Regions from separate parts of the Mus musculus genome. Here region 1 is linked to region 2. The links are chromatin contacts, called in public promoter capture Hi-C maps. All regions are on one chromosome and are shown on one strand. The core of a region is the stretch at or near the end of the contact, and the rest is flanking DNA. Distances in the headings are between cores, read along the strand shown. Region 1 overlaps Ces1c (carboxylesterase 1C). Region 2 holds the start of Ces1a (carboxylesterase 1A).

Region 1 (4,289 bases), core at 20-2,519, 48 kb after region 2:
GTGGCAAACTCCTTCAGCTCCTTTAGTCCTTCCTCTAACTCTTCCATTGGGAACCCCGTGCTAAGTCCAATGTTTGACTGCTAGCATCCACCTCTGTATTTGTCAGGCTCTAGCAGAGCTTCTAAGGAGCTGGTATATCAGGTTCTTGTCAGCAAGCACTTTTTGGCATCCTCAATAGTGTCTGGAATTGGTGTCTGTATATGGGATGGATTCCCAGGTGGGGCAGTCTCTGGATGGCTGTTCCTTCAGTGTCTCCTCCACACTTTGGGAACAAACGTTTCTATGCTAAGTCCATTTGATCTCTCCACAGTATTCATCATTTATCAGACATTTGCCAAAATGTAGTTTTCTCCATAGTAAAATAAAATGCAAAGATTTGAAATTAGAAACTTGTGGATCTTCAGTCTCAGATGCTTGTGAAGCACATATTCTACATATTCTGGAGAAAACAGCCAACCCATTTGATGATACTGGTTTCTAATATTTGTTTTGAGTCAGGGTTTCAGGCATGGCTGGCCTTGAACTTCTGATTCTCCCATCTCTGCATCCTAGGTGCTGAGATGACAAACATGTACCACCACACTGAGGTTTTGCTTCTAATGTGTCTTTGTGTTAAGGCTTCTAGTCTTGTCTGGATCTATACCATCTCAGCCATATACCAGCAGCCTCTTTGGTGCTGTGAAGGAAACCATGTTCTTTTATTCCTATGCTGCCCTCTGCTGGACACTGGGAAATACTCAGGTCAATAAGACTGGTGTTGGCTCTGGTTGCTGTCATGGAACAAGAGAAAAGGATCAATGCTGGTTGTTGGTAGGGCAAGCTTTCTCAGAAAAAAATAAAATAAAATTCTACTGTGGTGGAAAATAGAACAAGTTGCTGCTTGATAAGCTGAGGAAGCCTGTTAGGGACATATGCTTGCAGGATTTAGGAGTGGTTGAAAGAGCCTGGCCTTGGAAACACCCTATTTTGTGAAAATGTGGGGATGCCCTAATCAACATTGAAAGATGAAGGTATCATGTTAAAAGTTGTTAGTTAAAGTGCATATTCAGTGTCAAGGACATTAACAAAATGATTTGGAGAACTTTTTAGAAAATTAGGCTGTATGTACACTACTCTGCTCATACAGTGATCTTCTACAAGAAGTTTGGATCAGATTGTCAAAGTAAATAGATGTCCAGGTGCCATTCATGTACATACATAACTCACCCTCTTCTGTTCTAGGGATCTCTGACCATGCTATACCACCTCCCATTTGTCCCATGGACTGCCTTATTCTTCCGTTGCTCCACACTGCCAGTGGTTGACCTCTGGCCTCTCTTCTCTCTCCCTTCCATGTCAATCCTGAGAACTTCTGAAAATCACAACAACACTCAACTTTATCTTGGGATGTGTCTGTGTGTGTGTTTATGGGGGAGGTAACAAACATGTCATGCAAAGCCTGTATGATTATGGTTATGTGTACCCACACTGAAGACTTTCATGTTTTATTGGAGAATGGACCCTATTTTTACCCTGTAATGCTGTTTCTTGCAGTATCTGTTAACATGATATTCACATAGCCACCACATGTTCTTTCAGTATCTGTTTGGTATACTTGTCTCCTGCCTTTGGATTATCTCTCTCTCTTTTCCACTGTGTGTGTCTCTACTGGGAATGTATACTAACCACACCTCCCCTCCCTTAAAGAAATTGCACAGTCTTCTTACATGCAGCGTGGCAGTCTTAGCCACAGTGTGGTGGACAGGACAAAACTTTCAATCAGAAAGGAAAGGCCAGTGGCTTAGGACTTTTGTTGTTGGGACTAAAGCCAGGGTGAGCTTGTGAGGCTTGGATCTTACACTGGCACCAGGACAGGAAGTGCCCAGGCTTTCTAATCAGCTTTTCCAGATATGGAGATAGAGGTCGCAAAGTGGAGTCAGGCACTGTGTTACTCAGCACATAATTGGGTTTGGGCTTTAAAATCCAGTCTCGAGACCATTGTTAACTAATATGTTTAAGGCTATTTTATTTAGCAAAGTTATTAACAAGGTGAATTCCATTCACTACTTTCCCAAACGTTCATTTATTTCTTCTGCCATTTTCCAAGTTAGCTTTCTTTGAAAGCGAGAATCATTTATCTCCAGCAATCAATTACTATGAAACCTCTTTTTAAAAAAATTTAATGCCTGGCACTGCAAAAAAAAAAAAAAACGTTTAGGAGTTGTGCTTGGTATGCAATATTCAAATCTTTCCATATTATACATTGCATTTTGAAGCAGAGTTGTATAAATTACAGGAAGCTGAAAAATTGCTCATTACTGTAACTTATTCTCTTCCATCTTTGTCCTTTTTTTCCAGGTCCTTCCACTCTGTTCACCTGACCCTCCCAGAGGGTCTCTTTCCATACTTTTACTTTCCACTACAAGTAGACTTCAGTTAGATGTTACCTTGCATCTGCTGATGAAATGGCAGGTTCTGGGATCTGTCTTTGTAGCTCTGATCTAGTCCTAACCTTAGTGAGACCTCGTGTCCCCAGTCTTGGAATTGGGATCCTCTCAGTAATCCTGCCTCTCTCAGGTACCAAAAGATCCCTAGTGCCTTCACCCAGGACTGGGTCTTGCACTCGACTTAGGGAAACATTAAAGCTCTGCTTGCCTGGCCTCAGTGGGTCTTCAAAAGAGCTCTGGGAAGAGAGGCTCCCATACTATTTTTGCAGAGGTAGTGGGGTTTTGTTTTTTCACATAAATAAGTTTGTGCATTATTGTGTATTTGGACCTTCAGAGACAGGTGCCATGGACTGGTCTCAGTCAGCCCCCCTCAATCTGCTGGAGAAATCAGGGTTCCGGACAGGTGGGCAGGAGTTGTTGAGAAACGACAAACAAATACAGACACAAGGGAGTGTGCTGTATTTGAACGTAATTTGTCAAATTGAGCACCAGAGTTTTAATACAGAAGAAAATAGGGAAGTTAGGTGACACATCAGCAAGGTACAATGAGGTTACCTGATGCTTAATAACTCTTACACAAAACAGAGAAATGCAAACACAAAGACTGGCAGGAACTGGGCAATAAAACATCTGAGACAAAGTCAGCTCTGTTTAAGGTTAGCTATATTCTTAGAAGCCAGGGTGAGATCTTTACACTCCGGGCCAAGGGCTTTCATGCCTAAGTCATGGTTCTAATTAGGGAGTTCTGCTCTAGCTAACCTTCTCAAGAATAATGCAATACTCTAAAACCACAGCCCAATCTACTTCCTAAACCATTGTAAATTCCTGTATATGGGAGCAACTTGGCTTTTATTCTAAGTGATAGTGTGTGTGTGGGGGGGGACTTTCTACTAATAAGTAATGTAGTTTGCCATACATAACTATAATAAGAATTCTAAACTTACTTTGCTAAGCTTGCCCTGAAATTTCTAACTCTATGTAGTAGATAGTAATGCCTGATTTCTTTCACTATCTCCCTTACAATATTAGAGGCAATTCTGAATGTCACTGAATAGGCAACATTCTTACTGAATTCCAAGCCCAGGATTGGAATACCTCAAGGACTTCATAGGGCATTGATGAAGGCCAGGAAGCAAAGTTCAAGTTTGCTTAGGTATGTGGCAAGTCATTGCTTGAAGGCACCTATAATAAAACAATACTGAAAGAAAGCACAGAGATCCATTTGCAAGGACAAAATTGGAGCATATGTGCTATTGGATGCCACAGTTCCAGGAGACTAAGTTTCCGTGAACTTTTTGCCTTGGGACTGTGTCCAGGCTTTTGGCCTGTCATGAGTGACACTACTGGAGTGGATGTAGCAGACAGGCTTTGTCCAGCTTTCCTATATGCTGTCATTCTTACTCATGAACACCTGGATAACATCAGTGGAGAAGTCTGTGATGAGTTCAAAGTCCTCTTTGGGTTTGTAATTCTCAGAAGATTTAGGCTCACACACTTGCCCAGAGTGGAGATTAGCATGGCAGTGTGACAATGTTGTCTATGTGGAGATGAATCATAAGGTAATAATCCTATCCTACCTTTCCTCCAATCAGCTATCTCCCCTCACATTCCAGTAACCATTACCCAGATCTTCACCTGAAAAGGTGTCTTTCTATGTCAGTAGCTCTCTTCATCCTCCCACCCCAACACCCATGAGGATGGATTCATTTTCAGCTCAAGACACAATCCCAGATTTGATTTCTAAAAGGAAATTTATTTTCAAATTGTGATACTGTACTATTGTGCAGTTTCCTCTGTAAGATCCATCTTTGGTGAATAGTCATCCTTTGTGGAATAGCTCCATTTTCGCTCCGCTGGTCCTGA
Region 2 (4,380 bases), core at 589-3,088:
GACCACAGCTAGTGATCTTGGCTCAGAGGTAGCTCTCACACTCTTCCAGCCCCTTCTCCATGTCTCCCTGGACTTCCATGGTGCTTTGTTTGCCCTTCCTCCTGTGACCACTCTAGTGTGTTGTTCTCAGTTGGGACTGTTTCCAGTGCTTGGAGTAGACCCTGATTTGTTTTGCAATATGGTTTCCTAAAAGACCTTCCAGGGCTATTGGCTGTTCTCTTTGGTAAGACCATTTTTGAATCATTATTTATTTCTGACCACACACTTGAGTGGAGATGTTGACAAAGTGTCTGTACTCAGTGGCAACAGTTGGTGAATGAGAGAATAGAATCACGTTCTGAGAGGGATGCTCTGAGATACTGATGCCCTGAAGCCACACAGGAGAACATATGATCCATGACCATGATCAAGAATGCCAATGCCCTTCAGCATCAGGACAGATGGTCAGTCTGGCTTTGTATAGAGCCAAACAAAGGAGGACCAAGACAGGGACGAAGCTGTAGGGAGTTAGGGAAGAACTGTATGTGCCACAAGAATGGAGCTCGCAGGCTAGCCTGGCTGGGATGACCATGTTAAGAACTGCCAGGAGAATATTCTTGACTCCAGAATGGTCCCTGTTCTTTACTTGACCATTAAGCAAACCTCAGTCCTTTATCTAGGGATTTGAGAGTCTCCACATCATGCACCTGTACATTTCAGACCCCCCCCCAGTTCCCATGGTCTCTACTTAGCAGTATTTGTAGCCCATTTATTCTTCCCAGCCAGAACTTGTACCTTGGTATCTGAATCTCTGAACTCTGCTTTTTCACGTATGCAATTCCTTTCCATCTCCCCTCATTTACTTATTCATTCCCTCAGTACAAGTCCCAGCCCCCCCTGGTGATGTGAAGGCCTTAATCCCTCCTCCAACTCCTTGCAGCTCCTTTCTGTTCCCTCTCTCATCTAGGTGTGTCTGTGGTCCTTCTCCTACAATGACAGGCTCCTGAGTCTAAGGTGTGCCTCTTAATCACCTTCTCATACAACATACAGTTCATACCAATATCTCTTGGGGACTGAGGAACAAATTATCTTCTTAGTAGCATTTGGCTCTTAACATGTTGGCTTGACCATATTTCAAATTTTTATTAATATACCCATTAAAGATATCACCCCTTTACGTCCATCCATATATTGTGCTTCTAGACCAGACACTATGCTAAGAGCTACAAAACAACCACCTATGCCACCCTCAGTACAGCCCAGTAAGGAAGGCTCTATTGCTTTCCATTTTCCAGATTCATCACCCAGACACTGCAAAGTTGAAGTGTCTTTCCCAAAGTCATGGGGATCAGAAGAGCTGAACTAGACTCTAGCCTTGTGCCCTGGCTCCTGACTCAATGCTGTTAAAACTCTGCTGAGCCTCTTTTTATGTCTACCCAGAGATAGAGTAAGATCTGGGAGATAGCTAGGGCCTCTCATGCTAGCTCAATGACTTCTTAGCACCTGCAGCTGCAGTATCACCATGGTTTTCTTTCCCTGGATCTCTGTGATGGGAGGAGCTTGCTGGGTTCCTTTGCTCCAAGCCCATTTTGAAATCATGCTGGTGATCTCTGATACAGAATGGAACCTGGCCTCTCTTCTCTTCATACGCATTTACACTCCCATTTGCCCTGGCTTAGGAGCTTCAAAAGAGCTCCAAGTGTTTGTGTTTTGGAAGAACTTACCCAAAGCCATGCAAGTGTTGAGGGAAGCCAGGGCCAGAGCAAAGAGCCACATGCTGGAAGGCCAGTTGCTTTGGGGCCCTGTGACGAGATCTTGGTGCTCTTCTGAAGGGCTTTGTATAACCTGTCTTAGATGGTGAGGCCTTGTTACCACATCCATCCATGTGTGGTCCAGTGGCCTAATCATGAGATGACAAGGTGCTCTGCCTGCTCCACAGAGCTCCCAGGAGTCTGATGGCAACCCAAGCCATACATAGCCTTAGTTCAAGCTCTTATAATTGGTTCCAGACTCAACTATCAGATTACATATGATCTCAAACAACAACATCTTACATAAGCTCTTTCCCGTGGCACTCTAACCTCCGTCCACCTTGAGCTTCCCAAAGGCATGCACAGCAAATGGCATCTTCAGGCAGGGCTAAGCTTTGGTCTGAGACCCTCAGAAAGGGCTGGAAATTTTAGAGCAATGCTCAGCTCCACAGCTGCTGTCTGGGGAGTTTAGAACATATCTACAACTTCCCTCAGATAGTGGCTCAGAAATTCTGTGTTCTCAAGTCTGCAAGTGAAGTTAAATTGTGAGTAGTTCTCTTTCTGATGCTTAAAGTAGGTTCCCAATGCTCCTACCAAGTGGCCAAGCCATCTGCCATCCACCTCTAGACTCGGAGAGCTCACTACTTTTAAATATGTTTGGGAGAAAAATTTCTGTGCTAAATCAACTCCATCTCTCCACAGTATCCATCATTTATTGGACGTTTGCCAAAATGTATTTTTCTCCACAGTAAAATAAAATGCCAAGATTTGAAATTAGAAACTCGTGGGAGTTGAGTCACTGATGTTTGTGAAACACATCTTCTCACCTTTCCCTACTTCTACATATTCCCGAGAAATCAGGGAACCCACTTGATGATACTGGTTTCTAATTTTTGTTTTAAGGCAGGGTTTCATCCATAGCTGGCCTTGATCTTCTGATTCTCCTGTTTCTACTTCCTAGGTACTGAGATTACAAACTCATACCACCATACTGAGATTACAAACTCATACCACCATACTGAGGTTTTGTTCCTAATCTGTTTTTGTGTTAAGGCCTCTAGTCTTGTCTGGATCTGCACCATCTCAGCCACACCAGCAGCCTCCCTGGATCTGTGAAGAAAAATATGTTCCTTTGTTCCTGTGCTTCCCTCTGCTGGACACTGGGAAATACTAAGGTCAATGGGACTTTATGGTGTTAGTTCTGGTTGATATCATGGAACAAGTGTGTGTGGGGGAGCTTTTTCAGAAAACAAAATTAAATAAAATTCTACTGTGGTGGAAAATAGAACAAGTTGTTGCTTAATGAACTGAAGAAGCCTGTTAGGGACATGTGTCTGCAGGATTTAGGAGTGACTGAAAGGGCCTGGCCTTGGACTCACCTTATCTCCTGAAAATGTGGGGACACCTTAAATCATATTGAAAGATGAAGGTAACATTTTAAAAGTTGTTAGTCCCAGAAGTAACTGGAAACAGCAGGACCCAGGCACCCAGGAAGTCCACCCGACCATTAGCACAGGTTGCTTCTGGTTTTTAGCCAGTGCCCTAAGCAGACCTTGGGCACAAACTCCACAGCCAGTCCCACAACACCCAGAGGAAGCTCTACTCCCAGGTGCTATAACATGTTCAGGAACACAGGATCACAGGATCAGAGGCTCCTAGGAACTTGATTACACCAGGATCTCAGGGTCCCAGAGGCAGCTTGACTCCCAGGAGCTCTGACACACCCAGGATCTCAGGATCCCAGGATCCCAGAATTATAGGATCCCAAAGACAACTGAACTTTGAGGAGTTCTGACACAACCAGGATCACAGGAAGGACAGGCTCCAGTCAGATATAGCCAGGCAGGTAGCACTAGAGATAACCAGATGGCAGGAGGCAAGCATAAGAACATAAGCAACAGAAACCAAGGTTTCTTGGCATCACCAGAACCCAATTCTCCCACCATAGCAAGTCCTGGATACACCATCACAGTGGAAAAGCAAGATTCGGATCTAAAAATCATTTCTCATAATGATGATAGAGGACATTAAGAAGGACATAAATAACTCCCTTAAAGAAATACAGGAGAACACAGGTAAACAGCTAAAAGTCTCTAAAGAGGAAACCCAAAAATTCCTTAAAGAATTACAGGAAATCACAATCAAACAGGTGAAGGAAACAAACAAAACCATCCAAGATCTAAAAATGGAAATAGAAACAATATATAAATCACAAAGAGAGACAACCCTGGAGTTAGAAAACCTAGGAAAGAGATCAGGAGTCATAGATGTCAACATCACCAACAGAATACAAGAGATAGAAGAGAGAATCTCAAGTGCAGAAGATACCATTAAAAAAAAAACCAAACCAAAACAAACAAACAAACAAAAAAAAAAACCATTGACAACAGTCAAAGAAAATACAAAAAGCAAAAAACCCCAACCCAAAACATCCAGAAAATTAAGGGCAAAATGAGAAGACCAAACCTAAGGATAGTAGGTATAAATGAGCACGAAGATTCCCAACTTAAAAGGCAAGTAAATATCTTCAACAAAATTATAGAAGAAAACTTCCCTAATCTAAAGAAAGAGATGCCCATGAATATAAAGGAAGCCTACAGAACTCCAAATAGACTGGACCAGAAAAGAAATTCCTCTTGCCACATAATAA

Evidence for each region. Promoter capture Hi-C pulls out the DNA fragments that hold promoters and counts their contacts.
Region 1: a contact with region 2 is called in a promoter capture Hi-C map of liver, with 4 times the contacts expected there. The contact joins the enhancer-like site here to the promoter of Ces1a in region 2. A contact is called at or near these places in 11 of 39 promoter capture datasets (the 3T3-L1 cell line, 3T3-L1-derived adipocytes, the HPC-7 cell line and 3 more), 2 of 15 datasets of contacts at CTCF or cohesin (embryonic stem cells and stem cell-derived epiblast-like cells), 129 of 484 Hi-C or Micro-C datasets (the 3T3-L1 cell line, the 63-12 cell line, the AML12 cell line and 57 more), 14 of 115 datasets of contacts at active chromatin or transcription factors (astrocytes, cardiomyocytes, embryonic basal ganglia and 6 more) and 4 of 9 other capture datasets (adipose tissue, embryonic tail, liver and 1 more).

The regions. Positions count from the first base shown.
Region 1 is chr8:93,094,857-93,099,145 of GRCm38.p6, forward strand. Ces1c (carboxylesterase 1C) reads right to left here. Exons shown (of 13, transcript NM_007954.4): 13 at 4,159-4,289. Among named protein-coding and RNA genes, the nearest start is that of Ces1b, 17 kb to the left of the region's middle. Within about 2 kb of position 1,270, at least 3 of the 459 cell types and tissues checked have an H3K27ac peak or open chromatin away from gene starts, as enhancers often do. A contact at or near this core is called in the N1E-115 cell line, hepatocytes and liver, where this site is marked.
Region 2 is chr8:93,046,354-93,050,733 of GRCm38.p6, forward strand. It overlaps Ces1a (carboxylesterase 1A), which reads right to left and starts at 1,839. Exons shown (of 14, transcript NM_001013764.2): 1 at 1,704-1,839. The coding sequence starts at 1,755.